Linked DNA regions of Mus musculus: regions 1, 2, 3 and 4 are each linked to region 5. Evidence: chromatin contacts called from public HiChIP or PLAC-seq, capture Hi-C and promoter capture Hi-C data. All regions are on one chromosome and are shown on one strand. The core of a region is the stretch at or near the end of the contact, and the rest is flanking DNA. Distances in the headings are between cores, read along the strand shown. Region 1 holds the start of Zscan10 (zinc finger and SCAN domain containing 10). Region 2 holds the start of Cldn6 (claudin 6). Region 3 holds the start of Zfp945 (zinc finger protein 945). Region 4 holds the start of 6330415G19Rik (RIKEN cDNA 6330415G19 gene). Region 5 holds the start of Zfp820 (zinc finger protein 820).

Evidence for each region. Promoter capture Hi-C pulls out the DNA fragments that hold promoters and counts their contacts. HiChIP or PLAC-seq counts read pairs in DNA pulled down with a chosen protein or histone mark. Capture Hi-C pulls out chosen DNA fragments and counts their contacts.
Region 1: a contact with region 5 is called in a promoter capture Hi-C map of liver, with 5 times the contacts expected there. The contact joins the promoter of Zscan10 here to the promoter of Zfp820 in region 5. A contact is called at or near these places in 3 of 39 promoter capture datasets (the 3T3-L1 cell line, cranial neural crest and liver).
Region 2: a contact with region 5 is called in a promoter capture Hi-C map of second pharyngeal arch cranial neural crest. The contact joins the promoter of Cldn6 here to the promoter of Zfp820 in region 5. A contact is called at or near these places in 2 of 39 promoter capture datasets (cranial neural crest and second pharyngeal arch cranial neural crest) and 2 of 115 datasets of contacts at active chromatin or transcription factors (astrocytes and stem cell-derived neural progenitor cells).
Region 3: a contact with region 5 is called in a capture Hi-C map of embryonic stem cells, with 4 times the contacts expected there. The contact joins the promoter of Zfp945 here to the promoter of Zfp820 in region 5. A contact is called at or near these places in 3 of 39 promoter capture datasets (embryonic stem cells, hippocampal neurons and liver) and 1 of 9 other capture datasets (embryonic stem cells).
Region 4: a contact with region 5 is called in an H3K4me3 HiChIP or PLAC-seq map of embryonic forebrain, with 6 times the contacts expected there. The contact joins the promoter of 6330415G19Rik here to the promoter of Zfp820 in region 5. A contact is called at or near these places in 1 of 39 promoter capture datasets (cranial neural crest) and 3 of 115 datasets of contacts at active chromatin or transcription factors (the 230-238 cell line, embryonic forebrain and pancreatic cancer cells).

The regions. Positions count from the first base shown.
Region 1 is chr17:23,597,385-23,602,439 of GRCm38.p6, forward strand. It overlaps Zscan10 (zinc finger and SCAN domain containing 10), which reads left to right and starts at 3,442. Exons shown (of 7, transcript NM_001289481.1): 1 at 3,442-3,575. It also overlaps a transcript of Zfp13 not described here.
Region 2 is chr17:23,677,284-23,682,787 of GRCm38.p6, forward strand. Cldn6 (claudin 6) reads left to right here and starts at 2,082. Exons shown (of 3, transcript NM_018777.4): 1 at 2,082-2,124; 2 at 2,475-2,538; 3 at 3,765-5,163. The coding sequence starts at 3,781. The coding sequence ends at 4,440. It overlaps Tnfrsf12a (tumor necrosis factor receptor superfamily, member 12a), which reads right to left and starts at 166. Exons shown (of 4, transcript NM_013749.2): 1 at 44-166. The coding sequence starts at 137. Cldn9 (claudin 9) reads right to left here. Exons shown (of 1, transcript NM_020293.3): 1 at 5,301-5,504.
Region 3 is chr17:22,863,427-22,868,691 of GRCm38.p6, forward strand. Zfp945 (zinc finger protein 945) reads right to left here and starts at 3,708. Exons shown (of 5, transcript NM_001110254.1): 1 at 3,555-3,708; 2 at 1,821-1,910. The coding sequence starts at 1,857.
Region 4 is chr17:23,549,459-23,554,685 of GRCm38.p6, forward strand. It overlaps 6330415G19Rik (RIKEN cDNA 6330415G19 gene), which reads left to right and starts at 1,341. Exons shown (of 2, transcript NR_126484.1): 1 at 1,341-1,442. It overlaps n-TRccg2 (a tRNA gene), which reads right to left and starts at 877; the gene lies at 805-877. It also overlaps the pseudogene Casp16.
Region 5 is chr17:21,841,492-21,847,116 of GRCm38.p6, forward strand. Zfp820 (zinc finger protein 820) reads right to left here and starts at 4,268. Exons shown (of 5, transcript NM_029281.2): 1 at 4,153-4,268. All of the region lies in intron 1 of Gm31758 (a long non-coding RNA gene), which reads left to right.

The DNA of each region.
Region 1 (5,055 bases), core at 2,192-4,691, 1.8 Mb after region 5:
TCTGGCATGCAGGTGTACATGCAGATAGAACACTCATATCAATAAAATAAACAAGTCTTTAAAAAGAAAAAACTGGGGTTGGAGAGATGGCTCAATGGTTAAGAGCACCGACTGCTCTTCCAGAGGTCCTAAGTTCAAATCCCAGCAATCACATGGCGGCTCACAACCAACCACAACAAGATCTGGAGCCCTCTTCTGGAGTGTCTAAAGACAGCTACAGTGCACTTACATATAATAAATAAATAAATCTTTTGAAGAAGAAGAAGAAGAAGAAGAAGAAGAAGAAGAAGAAGAAGAAGAAGAAGAAGAAGAAGAAGAAGAAGAAAACTAAGCAGAACCTAGAATTAATCTGACTGTCCTATTTTTTTTTTCTCAAACTTATTCAGGTCAACAAAAGTAATTAGTGGAGACTTGGGAGACGACTCAGACCATACGGTTGTCATAGCAACTTGAAGACCTGAGTTCACACTTTCAGCACCAACATTAAAAGTCTGATGTGGCAGTAAACACCAGTACTCCCTACACTCAGCAGGCAGATGTAGATGGATCCCTGGAGCCAACCAGTCAAGCCTGCCATCCAGCCCCAGTTCAGTAACGGATACTCCCCCCTCAAAACCAAACCAAACCAAACCAACAGCAACAACAACAAAGCAACCAAGGCAGCATGTTCTGCATGTTGGCACATGTCTTTCATTGAAGCACCTAGGAGACAGAGGCAGGCAGATCTTTGAGGTCTGGTCTACAGAGAAAGCTCAAGGCCAGTTAAGGTTACACAGTGAGACAGAGGGGGCGGGGGGGGGGGAGGAGAAGGAGAAGAAAAAGGAGGAGGAGGAGGAGGAGGAGGAGGAGGAGGAGGAGGAGGAGGAGGAGGAGGAGGAGGACAGCGCCAAGCATAGTGGTATGTGTGCCTTTAACCCCAGGACTTGGAAGAAAGGCAGAAGGCAAGGGGATACCCCTTAGTGGGTTCAAGGCCAGCCTGATCTACACAGTGACCAGCCAGTGCTTCATAGTAAGTCCCTGTCTCAGAGGGGAAAAAAACAAGAATAATCAAAGAAGTCAATGGACATGGATTTTCAGCCTGCACACAAGTATGACTACACGTGTGCCTGTATACATATGTATACAGCAGGAACACATATATACATACACATATAAACACAAAACAAATTTGTAACAGTCACAGGGAGAGAGTCCTTAAGAAACATTGTCCTACGACTCACTAGTAACTGAACACAGTAGACAGTGTACCCACCGCGTCCTACGCACATTGTGTTCCCTAACTGCCTGCCAGTTTGAGGAGAGGTTTTTCTGACCCAGCAGTTCCCTGCTCCCTCCCTTGTGGACCTTGGTTCTGCTGGACCACCAGTCAAGGGCCCTCTGCTGGGTACACGATGGTTTCTGCTTCCCCAGGGTGGGCGGCTGCCTCCACTAGAGTTCAAGAAGCAGGATAGGTTCATGTCTACGGTTAGTGTGTAGGCTAGTGTGTAAAGGTGAACATGTGCGGGCTCAGACCACGCAGAGAAGCAGGAGTTGGGGAGCCTGTTTACACAAGCTGTAAACTCGTCAGCCTTCCTCCCTACTCTCAGAACCTTTGTTGCGCCCCCTCCTCCCCGCCCCCCAAACCACCGCAACCACAGACAGGAAGGACTCTACCCACTGTGCCCAGCTGCTGTTAGAGAAAGCTCTCCACTCCTTCACCCTGCTCGCCGCGCCTCCAGAGAAGGCCACGCCTATTCCAGAATGCCCCGCTCCCACCATCCGGCCCACCTCTCTTGGGTTGGGGCTTCTAGAGAGGAATCAAAGTTGCAGGATTGTGGGAGGAGTCCGCAGCAGGAAGTTGAGGTGCTCTGCCATTGAAAAACTGGAAATCTCTTGAGGGCGGTGCCTAAGTCAAGCTGTCGCTCAGCCTTTTCCTGTGTCCTGCGTGCTAGGCGTTGGGCTCTGTGCTGAGGACATAGAGCGCAGTAAGAAAACTGGTGCCTACTGGGTGGTCCAGTGAGATCCACCCCACACAGTTAAAAATAAGCTGGATGCTGACCCTAGCAGGGAAACTTAGGAGCAGCCAGAGCAAGGCTGGGCCTAGTCACGACAGTCTGAGACATCAGGGCTTTGGGGGCGACCAGCGCCGAGTTTCCTTGACCCCGCGAGTGATGTAGTGCACTCTAGAACGGGGTGGACACTCCAGATAGCACCACTGATTCCCGGAAGGAATCCTCCTCTGTATTTGGGAGCATGTAACTAAGAAAGCCCATCAATGCAAAGGGGAGAGTTTGACTTTAAAGTGGGCTCCAAAGGGTTTGTGGAGGTAACTTCTCCTGAGAGGCGGGGCGAGGCGGAGGGCGCTGTTAGTAGGACAAAGCCACTAGCAGGATTCTGGTGGGGGAGACTTTTAAAAGCTATATGGACTGAGGAACACTCATCTTTATCACATCTTCTTGTCGGTGTATGTTTTAATTTTTTTCTCACTACATTTATTTATTTACTTATTTATAGGTTGGGTGGGGGCACATGTGGAAGTCAGAGGACTACTTGTGGAAGTCAGTGGCCCAGGTTTTTGTTTGTTTGTTTTGAGGCGGGATTTCATGTAGCCCAGTGACTTCAGACTTCATATTAGCTGAAAGAGGCCTGCCTCCATTTCCCAGATGCAGAGATTACAAGTGTGCACGATCATGCCCAATTTTATGATGTGTGCTTCCTGCTTGGCAGGAAAGCATTCTACCAACTGAGATGTATCCCTTTGGTTTTGAGTTTTTGAGACAAGTTCACTCTGTTACACCAAGCCCATCTGGAATTCAGGGCACTCTTCCAGCCTTAGCTGAACCTGGAAAAGATAGCACTGCAGGTGTAAACCATCACACCTGCCTTCTGTCCCCCTCCTTTTCTACTTTGAGACAAGGTCTCACCACGTAACTATAACCTGTAACTCAATATGTAGACCAGGCTGGTCTTGAACTAATAAGAGATCCACCTGCCTCTGCCTCCTGAGTGCTGGAATTAAAGGTGTTTTCCACTCTAATTGACCTATTTTATTTTCTTACAACTGCAGTCTCATCTGTTCCTTGGAATGCAACCCCCACACCCCAAATCCACCTGGGGCAGGGCCTCATTCCTCAGTTTAGCTCCATGTCCTTAGAGCCTGCTGTTTAATAAACATGTAGATAAATATTTGTTGTATGAATGAAAAGCCAAGCAAAGAGGCCTACACACAGCAAGCACGTAAAACAGAAGCTCTTGGCCCCAAAAGGGCATCAGTCTGTCTCCGCGTAGATGGAGAAGCTCTGGCTTAGAGTAACTTAACTCTTACAGAAGCTTGGCAAAGTTAGAATCTGGAGTCATCACTTTTCCCTTGGTTTGTTTCTGGCTCCTCCCTCTTCCTTACCCCACCCAGACTGGGAGGTGAAGGGTTAATTCCTGGAAGCCCCTTTATCCCCTTACCTGAAAGGGATGGGTCAGGCAGGGAACTTCCTGTTCCATTTCCCGGGATTCCTTTCCCAAACTAGGCTACGCTGCCTCTTACCCTGAATTCTCCCAAGGATCCCCAAACATCTCGGCCTCAGGCGTCGGTACCTGGAGTGGTGAGTTGGAGGGCTGGGGTGTAGGCTTACAGCACTGTGGAGAGTGAAGGGTGTTTCGGGGGACCTACTGGTAGGCTGAGAGCTAGAAAAGTCTTGGTTATAATGAGCGGGTAACTCGTGCTGGAGACTCCAAGGCCACACAGCATGATGCATTTGTGGCCTTGGAGACATGAGGGAGGGTCCCAGAAGTGACGATGCCATGCGTTCCTAGCACCAGAAGGGGATCTCTGCCTTAAAAAAAAAAAAAAAAAAAAAAAAAAAAACAAGTTAACAGAGTTGAGCAAGTTAGACTGCTAGCAGAGAAAGGGGGTTATTTCTTGCAGAGGACCACTCTAGCTCCCTAGTGTGTAGGTGGATTTTATAGCAGTACCTACATACAAATTTAGACCGGCCAGATTTCACTAAAGAGCTTTCTCGCCCCACACCCAGCCAACCCCCTACAGAGGTGCATATTAATAGGCCTTTTGTCCTGGAGACCTGGGGGAGGGACAGGCTTTCTAAGGCCTACTTGCCTGAATTCCATCTCTTGGAAACCTCTGGCAAGTCCTCACCTAGAAATTCCAGCTGCTGTGTGGTTAGGCGGGCCTTTGACCAGAATCTAGAATTCTCTCTTTCTTATCTATGCTGTCATACTCCAAGCTAATACTGGCAAAATTTCATGGGGTAGGACGCAAATAGTGGGTTCGGAACCCCATTTCCACTTTAGCAAGCAGTATTGCAGCACCGGGTGAAGCTGTGAGTAAATCACCTTGGACTCTCTGAACCTGTAGGATTAATAGGTTGATCTAGCAAGTGAGTCCGGGCGGGATGAAGTGAGCAGCAGGCAACTGACTGGGCTGCTAAACGCTTGGAACTCACGAGCATCTGCTGCAGAGTGGCCAGAGTGACTTCACTCTCTAATTGTTTTTATTTTTTTAAGGTTTATTTATTTTATATACAGAGGGTTTGTATGAATGTGCATCTGCGCACTATAAGAGGGAACTGGGTCCCACCAACAGTTGGGAGTTGCCATGTGAGTTCTGGGACTTGAAGTCTCATGAGCTCCGGAAAAGCAGCCACGCTCTGAGCCTGGAGCGCCTCCATATCATATTTCATATGCTTCTTCAGACAGCGAAATGCAATGCTGTTTCCTGTGTGTGTGAGCCAGAAATTAGGGCTCGATGTGCTGGCTGGGCACAGGCCCTGAAGATACTACTCCAACCCCTCTTTGTGTTTTTATTTTTGAGAAAGAATCTCACTAAGTTGCCCAAGCCAGCTTTGTACTTCACTTAAGTCCAGGCGAGCCTGAAACTTTCAGTCCTGCCTCACCTGTGGCTGGCTCCATAACCTCTCTCTCCTTTTCCTTTTTGTTTCTAATATGTTTGTTGTTTTCTGAGACAGAGTCGTGTATCCTTGAATCACCAACTGAGCTGAGGATGACCTTGAACTCAATTGATCTTCCTGTCTCTACCTCCCAAGTTCTAGGATTTAGAGGACATTT
Region 2 (5,504 bases), core at 832-3,331, 1.8 Mb after region 5:
CTCCCCAAAGTCCGAGGTTTACCGTCGTCTGAGCCGTGCATACCTGGTGCTTGCTCCCCGGCCGCGGCGCGCATCAACACCAAGCCGAATCCCAACACGAGGATCTGCGGCAGAGACCGCGGCCAAGCCGAAGCCATGATTGCCGGTCCCGAGGCAAGAACTGTCTGCTCCCACCACCCGCAAGCCAGACTCAGGGCTGCGGCTCCGCCCCCGCCCCCGCCTTCCGGGGCGGAGCGCTGGCCTCGGCCCGCCCCAACAGCCACTCTGCTTTGCGAGTAAGCAGTTAGTTAAACCCAGTCAGTTCAGTAAAACCATTCATTCAACACAGTCCCGCCAAGTGTCTACCCTACTCCGCCCTCTGCAAACTTGAGTACCCACGATGTGGAGCGAAGGAAATCAGTTATAAGACATAACTGCATAGTTGGGTTTTTCCTCTTTTTAAGCCCAAATAAATTAGATTTGTCTATTCTTTTGCAATTCTGGGGTGGAGACCAGAGGCTCAAACATACCAGGCGAGAACTGAGTTATATCCACACATCCTTTATGTTTGCTTGCTTTGTTTGGATTTGGGGGTGGGGGGGACCAACAAAATCTCATACTCTATCCCAGAGTAGCCTCGAATTTGAAACATTCTGTCTCATCTCAGCCTCTCAAGTGCTAGGATTGTAGGCAGGAACCACCACACCGATTTTCTTTGGTTTGGTTTAGTTTTTTAGCTGCATAGCTTAGGCTGATCTTGATGTTGGCATTCTCCGGTATCAGTAAACAGTACTGCAAGCATATATAGAAATGCTACTTTCTTTTTTGAAAGATACCTTTTATTTGTGTGTGTGTGACACATATGTTTGAGTGTCTCTGGAGTCCAGAGAAGGGCAACGGATCTCCTGGCAATCGAATTTCAAGTGGTTATAAGCTGGGAGCAAAAAAAAAAAAAAAAAAAAAAAGAGCACCTGGAAGAGCAGAAAGGCTAACCCATGAGCCATCTTTCCAGACCCACGTGCTGCTTTTTTTGGTTGGTTGGTTGGTTGGTTGGTTGGGTTTTTGTTTTGTTTTTTTGTCTTGGTGTTTTGTTTTGTTTGTTTGGTTTGGTTTTGGTTTTGGTTTTTCGAGACTGGGTTTCTCTGTATAGCCCTGACTGTCCTGAAACTCACTTTGTAGACCAGGCTGGCCTCGAACTCAGAAATCCACCTGCCTCTGCCTCCGAGTGCTGGGATTAAAGGCATTCGCCACCACGCCTGGCTCTGTGTTTTGTTTTGTGACAAGGTTTCACTGTGCCCTGACTGTCCTGGAACTCACGTTGTAGACCAGGCTGGCCTCAAACTCACAGAGATCCGCTTGCCTCTCCCTTCCCAGCCCTGGTATTAAAGGCATGTGTCACCACGCCTGGCCATATATGTTGCTTTCTGTTGCTTTCTTTCTTTTCTTTCTTTCTTTCTTTCTTTCTTTCTTTCTTTTTTTTTCTCCAAAACGAGTCTCTCTGTATAGCCCTGGCTGTCCTGGAACTCTCTCTGAAGACCAGGCTAGCCTCTAACTCAGAAATCCGCCTGCCTCTGCCTCCCAACTGCTGGGATTAAAGGCGTGAGCCACCATTGCCCGGCTATATATTGCTTTCTTAAGGGCCTCGGGAAGAGCACGAGATGATTCAGTGGGTAAGATTGCCTGCTGCCAAGCCTGGCAATCTGAGTTCGATCCCTGGGGCCCACAGAGTAGAAGAAGAGAACAAACTCTGATCATAGGTATGCAGTGTGACAGGGTGTCGTCGTCGTCGTCGTCGTCCCCCCGCCGTCCCTGCCCCCCAAAGAGTCACAAAAAAGAGTCACAAAAGTAATGTATCCTTAGGTAACATACAGACCTGTCTTCATTCGCAAAGCGAGAAACTGGGACTGGGGAAAGTTGAGTAAAGTCTCAAGTCATAGCCCAGGTTACTGAACTCAGCAGGTTCCGCCCTTGGAGTGGCCACCAACTAAGGGAACTTTGGGAAACGCACGCAGGTGGCTATCGCCGCAGGGGTCTCTGCTCCTCCCAAAGAGAGGTGGTCCAGTGACGTCATTGAGACTTTAAGACCCCTTGCCTCCGCCCTCATTCCTACTTTCGACCTGGAAATCTTAGCAGTCTCTTTTGCAGGTGAGCCTGGGGTATGTGTGTAAATTGCGGGTGTGAAAATACGCAGGCAGGGGATGTGGCAGAGTGCGTGCGGGCGTGAGTTAAATGCTGGAGCTTTGATCCTGGTGGCGGCCACCTGCGGTGGCCACCTAGGCAGGAGAGGGTTGCGTCGGGAGAAGCGCTCGGGTCCCCTCGGCCCCAGAAAAGTTAAACACCCCTCCCCCTCCCCTGGGACAAAGGCACCGAAACCTGTGACGCCCCTCCTCCACCTGCTTGGCCACTTTGGGGCGGGACTCCCTTCCCCCTCACCTGCAGGCGCGGACCCAGCTGCGGGCGCCGCCATTAAGCCCCTCCTGGTCTCGCACTCCTAGGCTCGGATATCAGGGGTGGCCGAACCGGACTGGACGTCCGCAGACAAAGCTGACCGAGCACTCGGTAAGTAGAGAGGGACAGAGATGAGAGGGAGAGAATGGTCCCCAGCGTGAGCCTGCAAGTGAGAGGAGTCGAAAGGGGCCTATGCCATTCTTAGGGGCAAGGTGGACTTGTAGAACCGAGGGTTATGAAGAGCCACAGCAGGGCGCCAAGCAGAACTGATTCCCTTCGTATCAACATCATGAAGAGCAAAATGAAGGACACAGGTGCCTGTCACAAAAGGCACTGGGATCTTGAATTTTAGCTCCTTAAAGCTGTGTGGAGAGGGGAAAGAAAGGTAGCACGGCCTTTGGTCTAAAACTCAAAAGGATGCTCCCAGCCTCGAGGCCCGCACCTTGACCCTTAGAGGTGGAGGTGGGTCAAGAAAGAGCTGGTAGCCTAGGAAAATCTGTTTTGTGGCAAAAGGGCTTGTTTTTCCTTATCTCTCTCACCCTATAGGGTGGGCTGGACCCGGACTGGCAGGGCTTCCAGCAACTTCCAGGGATTGGGAGGAGCAGACCTTGGAACATAGGGAGGGCGAGATTTCAAGGAATTATACCCACCTGAAACAGAGCTGGGGGTTTCCATTTGAACCTTGCTTGGGTGGCAGGAGGAAGCTTCAGGTCTCCTCTGAGTGCTCACGGGATAAGGGTGGGCCTGAAACTTGTATCGAGAGCCCGACCAATCCAAAATTATACTCCCGACATGTCATTGTCTTTGTTCTGATAAAATGTACCTAAGGATGTGACTCAGCTCCTAGACCGCTTGCCTGGCGTGCAAAAAGCCGAAGCCCTGCCTTACCCCTCTGGTGGTAAACCCTGCAGTCCCCGAATTCAGGGAGTGGACACAGAAGGTTCAGGAGTTCACAGCCAGCATCAGCTATGCAGGGAATTTATGGCCAGCCAGCCTGGGCTACATAAGACCCTTTCTCAGCTAAGATATAAAAAACAAAACTAAACTAAAATCTAGACACAACTGTCGCTATGGGCTGTCCTGTGCTTCAGGTATGTCTTATTTCCTGTCCCTTGCATGAAAATCAACAGGATTTCATTCTCCACCTGTCACAGTCTAGGAAAGAAGTAAATGCTTATTTTGCTCTTGACTGACCCAGGAAGTGTATCTAATCCACACTACAGGACATAGCAGCCAACTGTCAAGGTGCTTGGTGCTGGTATCAGCTGTCGAGGTGGGATGTCCAGACATGCTGCTCTTTAACATGACTCTCCTTTTATCTCCTCCACACTACACAGCCCCCTCAACCTCATCATGGCCTCTACTGGTCTGCAAATCTTGGGGATCGTCCTGACCCTGCTTGGCTGGGTCAACGCCCTGGTGTCCTGTGCCCTGCCCATGTGGAAGGTGACCGCCTTCATCGGCAACAGCATCGTCGTGGCCCAGATGGTGTGGGAGGGGCTGTGGATGTCCTGTGTGGTTCAGAGCACTGGCCAGATGCAGTGCAAGGTGTATGACTCACTGTTGGCGCTGCCCCAGGACCTGCAGGCTGCCAGAGCCCTCTGTGTTGTCACCCTCCTCATTGTCCTGCTTGGCCTGCTCGTGTACCTGGCTGGAGCCAAGTGCACTACCTGTGTGGAAGATAGGAACTCCAAGTCTCGTCTGGTGCTCATCTCTGGCATCATCTTTGTCATTTCTGGGGTCCTGACGCTCATTCCTGTCTGCTGGACTGCCCACTCTATCATCCAGGACTTCTACAACCCCTTGGTGGCTGATGCTCAAAAGCGGGAGCTGGGGGCCTCCCTCTACCTGGGCTGGGCAGCCTCAGGCCTTTTGCTGCTGGGTGGAGGGCTACTATGCTGCGCCTGCTCTTCTGGAGGGACCCAGGGACCCAGACATTACATGGCCTGCTATTCTACATCTGTCCCACATTCTCGGGGACCCTCCGAATATCCCACCAAGAATTATGTGTGATGCTCACTGGGGAGTGAGGCTCTGCTAGCCAGGGAACCTGAGCTGAGCCATCAAGAAAGGTTACGGAGTAGTTTGGGGGTTGTCTTATTTCTTGTTTTTCTTTTGTACTACTGGGTATTGAACCTGGGGCCCCACGCATTTGGTAGGCAAGCACTCACCAGTGAGTCATGTGGTGCCCTGTCTGTCCCTAGGGTTTGTTCCACCTGTTTTTGAGACAAGCTCTTCTCATGGAGCTCTGATCGACCTCCAGCTCCAGTTTTCCTGCCTCAACCTGAGTCCAAGCTCCACCTCTCTCTCTGCTGCTGGCATTTCTCACTTTTAGCTACTGAGGCTGGGAGGATGGGACACTTGAGTTTCTGCGTCATTATTCATTCTGGGGATCTTCTGTGCAGTGTTCTAAGGCTGCCTGGCCTTTGTTTTTCTCAAAATATCCTGTCCCAGTCCCAAGAGTTCCTGCTGTGGCCGGAGGTAACTCACAGGACAGACGCACCCCTTCCTGGTCAGACTTCTCTCCAGCCCTGGAAGGGCAGGTGATAAGTTACCAAGGAATTTTCTACCCTGAGACTTCCAACCTTTGGCCCCTGAATCCCATCGCCAAGGTTACTGTGTACTCTCCCTACAAAAGGTCCCAGCTGTGCTGTAGACCCTCCTCCCCCACACCTTGCACACTTCCCTGCTCACACAATGCTTTACTAAATAAAACATGATTTTTTTTTCTTACAATGTGTCTGATGTCTCTTGGTGTTCAGTACAAGCCTCGCTAGAGTTAGAAGGCGTTAATGGTCTAAGCAAGCTGCTCACTGGTTGGAGACCTCTCCCCCCACAGTATACACACCCTCTTTTCACAGACCAGAGGAGGCTCAGTTACAATGTGCTTTTATTCACAGGTAGGGTAGGGGGCTGAGTAACTTGGATTCAGGTGGTGCTTGGGCTAGACTTGACCAGCTAAAGCCTCAGTATTAGGTCACAGTCCACATCTTACTTTGAAGGCAAGGAGGCTGAGGTCCAGGTTCCAGAGTAAGAAAGTCCAGGAGAGCAAACCACAGCAAAATCCTGGGAGGCAG
Region 3 (5,265 bases), core at 2,458-4,957, 1.0 Mb after region 5:
ATTCTCTCTACACACAAGGCAACTTATGATTGTGTGTGTCTCCTGTGCCATGGGTTTAATAACTATATCAGGGCTCAATGGGCTTCATAAATAAATACAGTGCACATAAAAAATGCAGATGTATACTCCCACACTTAAATAATATTTTAAAGAAATAACTGGAAGTCTGTCTAATAAAACCTCTCTTGAAATTCTCTACCTATATAAAACATAGCTACAGGGAAAGGAAAAACATGGAGTAGGGTAGCCTTCCACCTCCGAAAGATAAGAAGAGAACAAAGTAATTAGAAGAGACATTAATTAATGCTTTCAAATGGATGGCTTGTGCACTATATCAAGCAGTATCTCTAGAAAATTTGTACTAATATAATCCACATGACACAACATATGTGGGGATGTCAGTGTTACCTTATGCAGGGCTATGGAAAGTCATACATGAATGAATCAGAATTGAAGAAGAAATGATGAGTTCCTAGAAACAAGTGAATAAATCAACCTCCTACATCATATAACTAGAACCCGCATCAAGCAGGTGCTGATACTGAAGCAGGGAGTTTTCTCTAACAGCATCTGAGGACGGGACTATACGGAATTCTCCTTTCCTAAAGCAAACCTTAGGAGATCTGCCTAAAGGAGATTATTACCTAAAACACAAAGAAGAGGAACACTAGAAAGTCATCATACAAAGCTGGCTTTACTTCAATGCCCAAAGCGGAGGAGCTCAAACCACTGTATGCAAAAAAAAAAAAAAAAGACAGACCAGCTTTTAGGATCTACATAGACATGGTCTCTATATTACACAGAAATGGAAGCAAAGGTGAGTTCGCATCAAGAATGCAAGACTATTTTAACACCTACGAACTAATCAATGTCAGACTCTAAAGATGTAAAGTCAGTGAGAAAAGAAAAATGACTATGTCAAGAGACACATGAAAGCTCTGTAATAATGCGACATTTGCTGAATATAAAAGCCCTCAAGAATGTGAGAACAGATGAAACATACGTCAGGAACAGAGGCACAGCTAATGCAAAGAGTATAAAACAAAGGACAAGTGGAATTACTGTGCTCTAATCAGAACTAACTCAGAGCATACTCAGTACACAATTCAAGGTCGGAGACATGCTTAAAGAGGACAATATAAGATAGGCAGAAAAAAGTCGACCTTCTTGAGAGAAAAAAACAAAACAAACAAACACCTCAGATTAGACTATTCACACTGTCTACAAATGTCTTGGACAGCCTGGTGGTTGCATTCATGGTGTCAAAAACTGCTCTGCAGACTGGGGCTGGGGACAGAGGTATCAATGTCCATACCCAGCTATAGATCCTGTGTGCTCCAATCTCAATCTGCCATGCAAGGCCATGTCCACTGGTACCATAGTGCTAAGATAACTTGTGGGTACAGAAGGCTTTCTGGTTCAATCTGAGGCCAACTCCATATGGGGGATGGAGTGTATGTGTGTGAAATACATGGGTTATAGTGGAAACCTCAGGCCCTAGAAGAAAATTCACTTCTGACATTTGCTACATGTTCAAATAGCTTGGTCACATAGATAGCTTGGTGCTGCTTTCAGTCTATGTCAGAGAAACTTGTTAATGGGCAACAGTTAATTCAGAGATCCATAGCTAATTAAATACTGAAAAAAACTGTTCACTGTACAACCTATAAGGAAAAATCCATTTTAAAACATCTAATATTATTCTCAATGAAAATTTCCTGAATGCTTAATGAAATAGAATCTGGAAAAACCAATGTCACATTCTCTTTTTATTGTCACTTAAGGCCCACCTCACCCCTTGTTCAGTTCCTCTAACATACCTGGATTCTTTACTATAGTCTCCTCTCTCTTCACCATCCAGGGTTCTTAGTTGATTCACTGGTGAGCAGATCTGGCTGAGCAGTGGGGACCTGCATGTGGAGAAGAGAGTCTTCAGAAAGCACCTGGAACTTTTCATGCCACAAAAATGAAAGATGCTGACACCTCCCAAGAGGATAAACATGAAGGAAAGAGAAAATAACATGAAAAAATGTCTCTTTTCTCTGAGGATTTTACTCTGTTCTATGAGGTGTGAGACTCATTCACACACAGTTCACACATATGCCGAAGAGTCCTTTTCCCAGGAACCCCAAGGAAGACTCCAAGAAAACTACTGTGACTCACAGAATCCAAACTGATGCACTTTTCCAAAAGGAGGTCTCTGAAAAAAAGCCCTGACTGCAGGGTCTAGGTAAGAAGTCCATAGTCACAGAATTCAATATCAACAGACCATGAAATAATGAACAGTTTGGCCACATGTGCTTTTCTTGAACTAAGGAGACACGTTTCTGATGTAAGTGAGCAATCATAATTATTCAAAAAGGGCTTTCTAATTTTATTTAATTTAGAGTGAGTTTTCTATCTATAACAATAAGGTGGCTTGACATTGCCCTTCCACAGCATGCATGCTGGTCTGGCCTTGTTAGATATCAAAGGAGCTTAGGAAAAATGGCTAACTGAGGTGCCTATTAATATATCATAGTGGACATCTTTGGATAACTGTTTCCTTGGCACCTGTTTCCTCTCTTGGGAGCCTCCTATTCCCTAACTCCCCCTTTCAACCCCCCAAGTCACGGCCAGGTTAAGTTTGGACCCTTCCAGATACCTCTGTTCTCTCATACTGTGAAGCCCAAAATTAACATGTAAGCACTACCTACCCAAGAACCAAATAACTTCCTAAAATGCTGGGAGTTGTAGTTCTTGGAAAAGTAACAAACTCTCATGGGAATGTATGCAGGTTTGTCTTTATAAACTCCTGTAGCATGAGGCCAAAGTCCATAGCTTGGTCAGTATTTAATATTTAATAATACTTGCCCAAATGGTGGTACTGATTTGTCTCAGGCAAATCTCAGGATTAACATAACTTACAATAAATTTTCTCCTCAACCATACCTTAGAGCAGTCACGTCCTCAGTTTTCAGTTGTAACTCAACATATAAAGACACATTTCTGACTGCAGTATTTACATCACAGAGTGTGCACATCTAAGATGGAAACCAAAACCAAAACCAAAGCAAAACGGGGAGTAAAGCTTTGCCCAGTAATATTTAAAGTTCACAGCTCTAACTATGGTGCTTAGTCATGTATATTTTCTGACTCAATCAAATCTCAACTGGTTCTTCAGATGACTAATATCTGCAAAACTCTCCGAGGATGCCCATTCTCCGGGCCAATGGCCACTCTCTTGAATAGGAAATGGTGGAACAGGGGTGTTAAGAAAGCATGAGTGAATTTGAATTCGAGGAGCTTTGTAACTGCTGGAGCAAAGAGAGCTCTGCGTGCGAACTGCAGATTCTGCAAATGCTCTACGAGATTATTTTCGGAAAATATTCTGGCAACCATAAGATAAACGAAAACATCACGATAAACCCCCAGTTCATAGGATCTCAAACTTCCCGACAACGCTAAGATAACCATGGCAGAATTATGAAAGCGGCGTCCTTAAGAGCCGCGGAGGAAAACACACCCCTGCTTCTCCGCTCCCACCCTTTTCCCAGCCCCCCAGCCCCTCTGACCTGGGAGGTTCCCGCTGCCGGGCTGCTGACGCTTCCAAAATGCTCCCAGAGGCACCTGAGTCTTAAGGAAGTTTTCGGGTACCCTAATACACGGCCGGGTTCTTCCAACCCCACTTCCAGACCGTGCGGCTCCCTGAGTTCTTCAGGGAAAGGTGGAATTTCCTGTCACTCACGCTTGTTTTCTTAGAGAAGCTCCTCCTGTACCCGCCCAACATAGCCCACTTCCGGTTATGCGATTCCTTTAAACCCGCTTACTATAGGCCTGTTTTACTTTAATTTACTTTACTTCCCAGCTGGTTTTGTTTTGCCCCACCCCCACCCCCCTAAATCATCTGCTCAGACAGGGGTGTCCACCCATCAGGAACAGCTCCTCCCACTCAGTTTTGGGCAGCCTGCCACACAGCTCCAGCTGCCAGACCTGGACTTGCTCTTTGCTCTCATCATCCCCTATACTTGTTGCCAGGCTTGACCAGAATTGGATCAAATAGGATGATGCACCCAGTATCTGACCTCCAACATGGGTTCTGATCCCATCAGATATGTTATTCTAACTTCCCCTCCTTGGAATACCAGCACACACACACACACACACACACACACACACACAGAGGAGTAAATTCTGATGCTCACTCAGATCCTTTTCCCAAAACAAAATAAAACAAAAATTGAACGTTGTTGCCTCTAAACACTAATCATATCTGTATCCCCTAAGGAAAGGAGCTTAAATATCCAATATACAGAACTGAAAACCAGAGTCATGTTCAAGAAGGTCAAAGTTTGTAAAGTATGTTAATAAACTCAAAATAGGAACAAAATGGTTGTGGGCAACAAAACAATAGCAAATGCCTGAAGGAAGTAGTGACAATATAGAATATGCAAACTGAATTTAATAAGTAGTGCACACTGTAATTCCCCACTCCCTACAATTCTGGCCCATACTTCCAACTAATCTCCTTCTCTCTCTCTCTCTCTCTCACTCTCTCTCTCTCTCTCTTTCTCATATTCATTTCGATTCATTTTGTTTTGTGACCCATCATGATTAATCAGGATCATCTGTGAGACACTGGTTTTGGAACTATGTTTTGGAACCTGCTGGTCTCAGCAGATGAGACACAACTAAGCACAGTGATTTCCCCTTCTCCTAAAACTGACTTATTGCCACAGTCAGGGTGGGGTCCTGTGACCCTCTCCTCTTTGGAGACTGATTGTAGCTAGGGTTAGTCTTGAGTGAGGTCAGTGCAGGTAAATACAGGTGCTCTGAGTCACTGACTACAATAGTTGTATGGAATCTGGAGAATGACATGTTATGGCCATCTCATCTTTTCTCCTTACTTCTTTCTCCTTCCTCTTCCTTAATATTCCCAGAGCTATAGATGGCATGATGTAACTGACTTGTTTATGATTGTGCCCATATACATTGCTTATTTTCTGCATATTTGACAGCCTCATCTTTCTGCATTATCACTGAATTTTCATACGGAATTTTTGTCCTTTAAGGAAAGGAAGGAAGGAAGGAAAGAAGGAAGGAAGGAAGGAAGGAAGGAAGGAAGGAAGGAAGGAAGGAAGAGAGAAATAGCCCGTTTAGCATCCTCCCAGATATTTTTTTTAAACTACCAAAAGGACAATTTGTTTGTAGATGTTTTCCTGATTGTTCTCTATAATTCTCTGTGTACACCTATATGTGCCTGCATAGGCTGGGGAAAAGATACTC
Region 4 (5,227 bases), core at 91-2,590, 1.7 Mb after region 5:
TGCGTTATCCTCGTGTCCTTTTGACTCTCCTTTATCTCATGTGTGTGTCTGATATAACATATTTGCAAGCTTTATTAAGCCACTGTAACATTAAAGAGAAAATTATTCTGCACAAGGCTCTGTCACGTGAGCTGGTACCCCGCCCTCCCATTCTGTGGTTCTCCTGGGAGTTGTAGGGATGACAACGGTTCCACTTAGACCGAATCCCTTAAATAGAGATATCCCACACACACACACCAGGTTAAATGTCAACTCAATCTGGGACATATTCTTGCTATTTAAAAATTTATATTTACACTGGACCTGTAAGGAGACGCCTCTGTTGTTGTTGAGACAGGATCTCATGTAGCCCAGTGGCTTTTAATTCCCCTGCCTCCGCCTCCTAAATACCGGCATTACAGGTGTGCCTGGACATTGTAAGAAATCTAATTTTCTTACTGTTTCATGGATTTTAAAGCTGTGGACATATAAACCGAATTTACTGCTTTAGTTATTTTCAAGTGTTCAGTTCAGTGACAATTGCATTCACCCAGATAGCCTACTGAGTTTTTTATTTTAATCAAATGTCTTTAACGTTCCCTTGGGACACCTCCCACCCACCACGTAAGCAATCCAATCTAGCATCTATTCGGTTCCTTTCCTTGGCACTAATTCGAGCTGCTCGTAGTCTGTCTTGAGATAATAACTTCACCTACTTAATACAAACATGCTGGTCTTCCTTCCGGGGTACCAGACAAGAGTTTGAAAAGCAAATTTGAGAATGGGAAATTTTAAGGTAGGTTTTTAAAAAGCAAATGCACGCAGCGACCACGAAGGGACTCGAACCCCCAATCTTCTGATCCGGAATCAGACGCCTTATCCATTAGGCCACGCGGCCCTACACTGACTCAGGCCTTAGCTCTCTCCATAAGACTTATTCAAGCGCCTACTGCGCATGCTTAAACCAAAGAAAAATCCTACCTATTGAGCCAATCTATTTAGTGACAGTCTCAAAGGAGCCTCCACAAGTTTGAACCGATATAATCAGACTCCTGAGCAGTCAGTCAGCAGAAGCCCTTCCGGATCCTAGAGGCTCGTCTTTCAGATCTCCTCCATTGGCTGGCCCTCAACTCAAGACCAGGGACAACCCACATGAACTTGCCCTATCACGTCACTGAAGTATCCACAATTGTCTTTTCCAGTCTCCAGACCCGTGCTGGCTCGCCTCTCTGGCAACTCCATGGCCCCAGCGCCATGTGGAGATTGAGACCGCCCGCATCAGGGACTCAGCGAGGCGAGAGTTATAGTTCCGGAGATGATCCTTCCCAGAACTTCTTTCTCCCTAAGCCTCTCCCAGCATATCCAGGTCAGCCTTGTGAGGTTCCGTAGTCCCAGACAGGAAGCACAGACCCGATTCAACCTCTGGTTCCCGAGAGCACAGTCGATCCCCTATCTACTACCAGGTAACTTTCCCCATTATCTCACGTATTTCAGAAAGAGCATACATTTTCCGGAGCACGCCGATCATGAACACATACATATTTATTGGCGCTATGTGAGCTCCCACGCCCAAACTGCTGCATCGATGACAGGGTGTGAAGAGGGGATGTAGGGGAAGTGGTGAGGTTGCTCGTCCTATAAACAGAGCCGGCGCCTGAGCAAGCTGCGGATCTCCAGGCAGGCTTTGCACAGCTCATCACTGTCTGGCCCCAGGACGTCCAGCTCACACACCCGCCTGTTGACCCTGTTGACACTCAGCTAGGCCCTGAGGGGCTCAGTCCATCACACCCACTGCAGTCATTGTCTGCTGGAGGGGTTTTTGCGGAGAGGTCGATACTTTCTGAAATAGTCTATGAATCCTAGGCTGGTCTCAGTCTCTGGTCCTGCCACTACCTCCCAGCTACAGGCATGCTCCTCAATGACCGACTCTTGTGTCTGTTGTTCTGTAAGCCTAAAATTTCAAGTGCTACCTAATCATCTTTGAGCCTAATACTAACCCAGCAGTTTTACATGAGCTCCTTGCTCTCAACCAAAAAGTCCCCCACCCAAAGGGAAAGGCTCCCCACCCCATATATATAATCATATAATCAGCCAGACCAGCATTGCCCACCCTGACCTCAACACAAGAAGAGGACCTCCCTATTAGCCTGCAAAACTGTACAAATGAACTGACCCTATTCTGTAACAACCCAGTGGCACCTCCCTTCCTGCACCCCCTGCTGGCTCCTTCTACTTCCCAGTATACCCCCCACCTCAGTCCCCTCCTCCCAATGGCTTCTGGTGTCCTCCTCTCCTGAACTTTATTTAGTGTATGTAATAGCTGCTGCTGAGTTTGTCTGACCAATGTGCCCTGTATTTGAGCATCTCTTGATGTGAGGGCAAGAGGGAGGGAGGGAGGGAGGGAGGGAGGGAGGGAGGGAGGGAGGGAGGGAGGGAGGGAGAGAGAGAGAGAGAGAGAGAGAGAGAGCCTTCTCCTTGCTTCTCCTTTCCCTGGGTTAAGTGGAAGGTAATGAGAACACTCCCACAGATCCAGCCCCTCTTTCTCCCCTCCTAACCCCGTTCCTCACACCTCAGTCAGCAGCTCAAGGAGATCTCTTCCAGGGTTGGCTCTGATGACCTCCACCAGTGTCTGGACAAAGTCCGAGCCCTTTTCATCCCGATAAGCCACACAGCCTAGGTGAGGGGATGGGGTCAGAGTCAACCTTGGGCTGACATCCCAACCTTCAGTGGCCTATTGTGGGTGGAAGAAGTGAGGAGGGGAAGCAGAGAGCATTCTGGGTAACTGGCTTCAGACCAGCACAGGGTCAGGGACTTCTTGCATCAGGAAGAAGTTGCCGATATTTGTAGAGTGAATATTTGGGTATAATCAATGTACAACAAATATTTACTGTGGACTTGCTAGGTACCAAACAGTGGACAGGCGCCTGAAGCAAGCAGGACTGTCCTGTCCTAGAACTTACACAAGGGAGCATTTGACAGGAGCTTGCCATTCTAACCCTGACTCTAAGGACTAACCTGTAGGAGGAGAGTGACTTAACTGGGGCTGGACTCTTGCTGAGAGTGAAGCTATCACTCCAAGCCATGGGGCAGGAAACTAGGCCCACCATAACCATAGGTTTCTTACCCTCGACAGCTGCAGAGACAGTAAGGATGTCTGCTTGGCCTGAGCTCCCTGGAGTGGAGATAAGGTTGTCTGCAAAAAGAGTCAACTCCCATTACCAGCATCCAGGGACTCCACCTGCCCCAGTGTCTTGTCATCTCTGGCTCAGGGGCAGCACTAGACAGTGGAAAGAATGTGGAGCTGAAAACCCACAAGCCTTACAGCATCCAGGCTGTATGAACTCAGAGAGGCTAGGTCCTCTTGCTAACTCCCAAATTGTCAGACTCAGCTAGGAGCAGAAACCTCAGAGTCCCTCACAGCTTAGGAAGACATTTCCTCCCTGGATCTTGGCAAAGCAGCAAACTCCAAGCTACCAGGCCTAGTAGTGTGCTGTGTGAATGGTTCCCAGCACCTGTGTGCCAAGCCCAGGCTCCAGAAGAAAAGCAGACCCACCTGGAGCATCAGCATGGATCTGAAGAACATCTGCCTGGGTTGGGATGGCTCGGGGTGCTCTCAGCCAATGACGGTACCATGGGAGAGCTCTTGACCCCACACCAGGGTCCCTGTTCCCTGGAGAAGGATGGGGCAGATACCTTTACTCAGTGGAACCTCAGGATATCTCTGGGCGAGGCAGGCTTGCAGGGGTGGCAACATTCATAGAGGTTCAAGTTTGTGGGCTTGACTCCAGGGGAGGCTGGAGAGGGGCAGGGAATGGCTAGCCCGCAGGCTTCCTGGAGGAGCTGTGTGGGAAATGTAGGAGGCAGAGGAATGGCAGGGTAGAGGGTCAGGCTGGAGGCGGAGTCCCTCACCCCCACAGCAGACCTGGAGCAGGAAGATCTTGGGGTGGCCATGCAGTGCCTGGCAGCAGCTCAGTTCCTGCACCAGCACTTCTGCCTGTACTTCTTGACCATCACCCCCCAGCAGCTGCCCCTGTGGCTCCCTATGGGCCATCAAGGCCACCAGGGCACAGCTCACGGGGCCCGTTGTATCCAGCTTTTCCCGAAGCTGAGCCAGTTCTTCCCAGAAGGCCTGGAGTGGTAAAGGCCAAGGTCTGAACCAGCTCCTGGCTGCCCTTCATGGGGCTGGGAGCACTTCTTCAGTCTGGGAGCACTTCTTCAGTCTCTGTCTAGGAAATCAGACTTCCCAAGGCAAGAAAGTGACTGTCCCATGAATACAGCAGGAAATCAGAGGCAAGACTTACAGATGTGCTTCCTGCCTGTGGTGTGGGGGAAACCCAGGAAGGAGAACTCCAGGGTCCTAGGGCAGGGGTACCCTTCCTTCCAGCACCACCAGTTTTGGGCTTCCCCCAATCTGAGCTGATGGGTTTATCCTCAGGGTGGCCTTGAAGCCCAAGGCCTGGCAAAGGTTCCTCAATGCTGCCACATCATGCTGTGCTCCTAGTCGGTCTTGAATCACAGCCAGTAGGAGGGCAAGCCCTGGTTCCAGACAGGTCATATTGTGTGCTTGCTCTAGGGTCTGACTGTACAGAGGAATAGGGACACACAGTAGAAGGAAGGGACCCCCAGTTCCTCTTCTCCCCCATTTGTCTCCCTCAGCCTCCACCCATCCTGCTACTGCAGACACAGGACTGGATTCCCTCTCTGTCCCTCACCTCCAGCCCCCAGGGCTCCTCATCTCCCAAACACAGAGTCCCCCGAAGGGAGGTCCTAAAGACTGGGCAGTAGGTGTTCCCTGCAGACTCTGCAAAAGACCTAGGAGGGCAGGGCCCAAGGACACCTCAGAGAACTGCCCTGATGGGGGCCTGTGGGAGAATTACAACCCAAGCAGAGGGGTCAGGATGAGACCAGGGGAGACTTTGGAGGTCACATTTCAGAGAGAAAGGTCAGGGTGGACTAGGCTCTGACTCATCTTCAAGTTCATTACCTCACTCTAGGGATTACTACACATAGAGGCAGAACCATCCCTGGAGAGGGATAGGTCTGTAGGGGAGGGCTCCCAAGGTGCCATTACCTGGGGAGGTACTAGGCTGAGAGAGCCATGGAGAACTGGGGCCCATAGCCCCCACTTCTAGGTCACTCAGTCACTACCCAGCAAGATGTTCATTCAGACCTCAGGACCAAATCTGAGCCTATCTCAGCCACCAGGGCCTTTCAATAGAAGAGGGCAGAGAGTTGAAGGTTGAGGCTG
Region 5 (5,625 bases), core at 3,018-5,517:
TTATCCCCTTTCCCGGTTTCCCCTCTGGAAATCACCTATCCCATCCCCTCTGCCTCCTGCTTTTCTTGGGGTGCTCCCCATCCACCCACACCTGCCTCCCCGCCCTGGCATTTCACTACACTGGGGCAAGTTAATCATAAAATGGAGCCTAAAAGTAGCATGGGATTTGTGCAGCTAAGCAGAGCCATTCACTTATAACTTGGTACAAATCTCAACTGCAAGTGAGTCAAAGACCTCAATATAAAACCAAACACATTGAATCTGACAGAAGATAGAGACGGGGGAAGAAAAGTGAACATATTGCCAGAGGAGAAGACATCCTTTAAAAAACATAAACAAAGAACAAACCAAACAAAAAACATCAATAGCATAGGCACTGAAAACAATTAATAAATGGGACCACAGGAAACCTAAGAGCTTCTATAAGGCAAAGGACACCATCATTTGGACAAAGCAGCAGCCTACAGAGTAGGGAAAGATTTTACTAATTCCACTTCCAATAGAGAACTAATATCCAAAATATAGCAAGAACTCAAAAAACTAGATGTGAAGAAAAAGAAAAAAACAGTAATCCAATTTAAAAATGGGTTTCAAAAACAGAGGGTTCTAAATGGAGAAAACTCAAATGGTCAAGAAACACTTAAAAAATGTTCACCACATTAAGCCTTCTGGGAAATGCAAATCAAAACTACTTTGAAATCCCATCTTATAATTATCAGAATAGCTAAAATCAATAGCACAAGTGAGAGCTCATGCTGGAGAGGATGTGAAACAATAGAAACATTCCTCCATTGCTGGAGGGAGTGCAATCTTGTACAGCCACCAAGGAAGTCAGTGTGGCAATTCCTTAAATTGATGGGAAACAAACTACATCAAGATCCACCCATAATGCTCTAGGATGTATACCCAAAGTACACTCCAACCTACCCAAGGCCTCTTGCTCAATCATGTTCATTGCATCTTTATCCATAATGGCGAGAAATTGAAATAAACCACATGCCCCTCCACAGAAGAATAAATAAAGAACATGAGGCACATTTACACAAAGAAGAATTGCTCTACTATTAAAAAAAATTTATGACATAATGGTTCATATCTCCAGAGCCACCAATGCCTCTGAGGCTGTCAGTATGTCCCATTACAAAGCCACCAATTATATTTAAAAAATAAAGAAGAACACTAATTGCTAAGGCCCATATAAATTTTTTTTTTAAGGATTTTCTGTCAAGAGTGTTGGAAACATTTATGGTAGGTAACAGGAAAAGCAAAATCAATCAACTTACAAAACAAAGAATATTAACAAATAATCAAATGGTATATTCCCAGAAAACTATATGATCAACATGAATGCATTTCACAAAAGTTTCCAAATGCATTAAACAATCATGACATGACTGAAGGAAGCAGATAGATGGTGATGCAGATAAGCTTCAATATCCACCATTTAGAAAGACAGCCATGACCAGCACTGAAAACCAGTAATGAGTAGCACACCTCTGGAAAACCATCTACACAACAGCAGAAGATGCACAATCTTCTCAAACTAATGCAGAATTCTGGACTTGGACCATGTCAGCAAGGCCAGGTTTTAACCCCAGCACTGGAGTGGATCGAGATCTCAGTTCAAGGGGAGCCTTATCTATGGAGTTCCAGAACTGCCAAGACTACCTAGACAAAGTGTCCCCAAAAATAAAATTAACAAAGAAAAAATTATTTAAACCTAGTAATGACTACAGATTTTTAAAATGTCTTCTCCACATTTAACACTCAAGAGACTTGAGGCCTCAAGGTTTCCAGTGGGGTGAGGTTGGGAGTAGGGATGCCATCTTGGAGATGGGGGGGGTGGGAGAGTGGGATGGGGAGTGCTCAGAGGATGGACGAGGAGGGGGTTGGCGACTGGACTGTGAAAAAAGATTAAATAATAATGATAAAAAATTAAAAATTTGAAAAAAGTTCCTCTCTAAGAATCTGGAATGCTGACATTAGTAGAAGACACAGGAACACTGTTAGCATGTTCTCAGTCAAACGTGAAGAAATATAAAAGGATGTCTTTAAAATTGGAAATACCAAAATCACACAGATATTTTTAAATATAGAGAAATCATTCCAAAAATTTATAAAATGAGAAACCACAAAATTTTTTTTTAAAAGATTTATTTATTTTATGTATATGAACACACTCCAAATACACCAGAAGAGGGCATTGAATCCCATTACAGATGGTTGTAAGCCATCATGTGGTTGCTGGGAACTGAACTCAGGACTTCTGAAAGAGCAGTCAGTGCTCTTAAACACTGAGCCATCTCTCCAGCCCCACAAAAAAAATTTTAAATATATGAGAGAAGGATCAAACCCAAGGGTGATTTCAAAGTATATTAAAATTATAACAGTGCAAATCTTGAACAGTTGACAAGAAGACCGACAACAGCGGGTATCAGTGGGAAGGTAATATAGACAGAGTTTAATACTATGCAAAGTTACTAAACAAATCTTATCAAAATCTTGCTGGCATTACTTTAGGAAACTGAGAAATTAACCATAAAAGATAAGACAACTTAAAGGAACTACACAATGCTCCAAAACTCTATGAGCAGAAAAAAACTAACAGGCATCAAGTGTTCTGACTGAACAATACATTAAAATTGTAACAATGAAAATGTTTAATATTGGTACGAAGATATGATCAGAGATGTGAATGGGAGGGGGACAATATCCCTCACATACAAACCAATTAAATTACATTTGCCTCTGTAAATTAATTCTTACATAAAAGGTATTCTAAAAATTACAGTGGGAATATTCCGATGTTATTCTCACTGCAATTATCTAGAAATATTTAGAATGAAATAGAATCTGGCAAAACAAATCTCATGTCCTCTTTCTACTGGGATTTGAGCCTCTCCCTATACCTTCTTCACTCCCTCTAACACACCTGGATCCTTTGCTAGTTTCCTCTCTTCACCATCCAGGGCTCTCAGATTCACAGGTGAGTTGAACTACCTGAGGAGTGAGACACCTGCACATGGGAAAGAGTCTTCAGGAAGCACCCAAACTTTTCATGGAACAAAATTAAAGGATACCTAAAAAAGGATAAACATGAAGGAGCGAGAAAATATCAGAAATAAAAATGTCTCTTTTCCTCTAAGCATGTAGGCTCAGACACATGCACAGTCATTCTCCCTTGAACTCTGAGGAAGAGCTAGGGAGACTTCAGGAAAACTATTGTCATTAACAGAAACCAAACTGCTGCACTGTCCAAAAGAGATCTCTGCCAAAAGCCCTGTTTGCAGGGTCTAGGAATTCCCATTTCTCCTACAAGAAGTCCACAGTCACAGCACTAAATGATAACAAATCCTAAAATAAAAACAACAGCTTGGCCACCTATGTATGGGCAGAATTCTTTCCTTCAACCAAGGAGACAATTTTCTGATACAGGGGAATGATCATAATTACTCAAAAGATGCTTTCTAAGCTTTATTTTAATCTATAGTGGATTTTCTAATTATATAAATAGTGCGGTCTGATACACTCGCACTGCAATACTGGGCTTGCTTGGACCCAAGGAGTAACATAAGAACTCAGCATATGAAGACATATTTCTGAATGTTTTACTTACATCCTAAACTGCATACAACTCTGATTAAAAAGTTCATGGCCACTAAAAAGTCTGCTTAGTAAATATTAGTGTTTACACCCATGACAATGCACTCGACAAAGTTTTTGTTTTGGTTTGGTTCAATAAATCTGCACTGGTTCCTCATAAAATATTATATACAAAGCTCTCTAGGGAAGCCTATTAACCAGGGCCAAAGGCGTTCTCTTGAATGAGCAATACTTGCTTTCTAACAAGGTAGTGAGAAAGCAAGAACGAACTTACTTTCCACTATCTTTGTAATTGCCACATTAGGAAATAGGAAACAGTGCAACTGCTCTTTTATGAGTTATTTTACGACTGAATACGATGGTAACTGGAGGATAAATGAAAAAAAAAAAAAAAAGTCATGATCAATCCCAGTTCACAGGATCTCAAACTTCCTGACAACCATAAGATATCCATAACAGAATTGTGAGAGCAGCGTCTTTAAGAGCAGCTGCGGAAAACACCCCCCTGCTCCGCTCCCGCCAGTTCCCCAGCCCCGCAGTTCCTCTTACCTGGGAGGTTCCAGGTCCGCTGGACCGCGGTTCCCGCCGCTGCGCTGCTGATCCTGACTCCCCCGGCCCGTAGCAAAGGAACTGCTTCTCAGGAGACTTTTCCAGGGCCAGAGAGCGCTAGGACGCGGAAACCAAAACGTAGCAAAACGATTGGTAGAAATTCTTGTCACTCAGGCCTGGATCCTTCGGGCTGCTCTCCTAGACCCTCCCACTAAATGCTGGTTATGGTCACGTGGTTCCCCTAAACATTTTGGTAGACCCCTCCCTGCTTTTATCCTGTTTCTGTCAAGGTCCTGCTCTTGCCAGTATCCCTGCTCCGGGGATTCAGTTCCCTCCCTCTCAGTCTTAGGCTTCCTGCCACACAGCTCCAGCTGTGGACCTGCTCTGCACAACCTCCCTACTGCTTGCTGAAGGACTTGAAAAAACTGGTTCCATAGGAAGCTGCATTCTGACATCTGAGAGTGAGCTTTGAAACCCTCAGATAATAGATTGGCAGCCTAACTTCTTAGGTTGGAATAAAACTCTGGGCTACAAACGCACAGCAAAATATAACCAACACCCTAAATTCCAATTTCTTATGTTTCATTCCCAACACACAAAACTAAATATGAGTCACAAAGTTTGGCTCCCTTCCAAAGTATGTGTCAAAACATACATGAAATACAAGAGAGACCACTGAGGTGAAAATGTGGATGGGACAGAGAATGGTGGGAGGGTGCTCTGCAAGCTCTCTGGGGAGCTCCAGGGACAAAGGTCACTCTGTAGAAACAACAAGCTGTACAACAGGGCAGTGGGAAGCACTGATAAAGTTAAACTCCAAGAGATTTGTCATGGCCACAATAGCAAAGAAAATAGATAATGCGCCGGGCGTGGTGGCGCACGCCTTTAATCCCAGCACTCGGGAGGCAGAGGCAGGCGGATTTCTGAGTTCGAGGCCAGCCTGGTCTACAAAGTGAGCTCCAGGACAGCCAGGGCTATACAGAGAAACCCTGTCTCGAAAAACCAAAAAAAAAAAAAAAACAAAAAAAAAAAAAAAAAAAAAAAAAAAAAAAGAAAATAGATAATGCAAATAGTAGTTTGCACAAATATTTTCCTGTAAATAATCTAACAATCATAACATGAATGAAAACATTAGCATCAGCCCCAGTTCATGTGAGTCATAATGTAATAGAAAATGTAATAGAATTTTGATAGCCAGGAAAAATAAAATGCCTTCTGACGTGAGTATATAGTACTTAAAATTCCATGCAGACAGGATTCATGGTCAGGATCAGAATGGTAAGGAAAATGGACGTAGTAATACTTGAATTCTCAAGGGAAAGGGCATTTGTGCCTGACACATCATTTTATCACTCTGGTCTGCAACATACAAGCTGGTATTTGTGTAAGGAATGCATTGAATTTATCGATTTCTTTTGGTAGGATGGCCAGTTTTACTATGTGAATCCTCCTCATCCACAAGCATGGGAGATC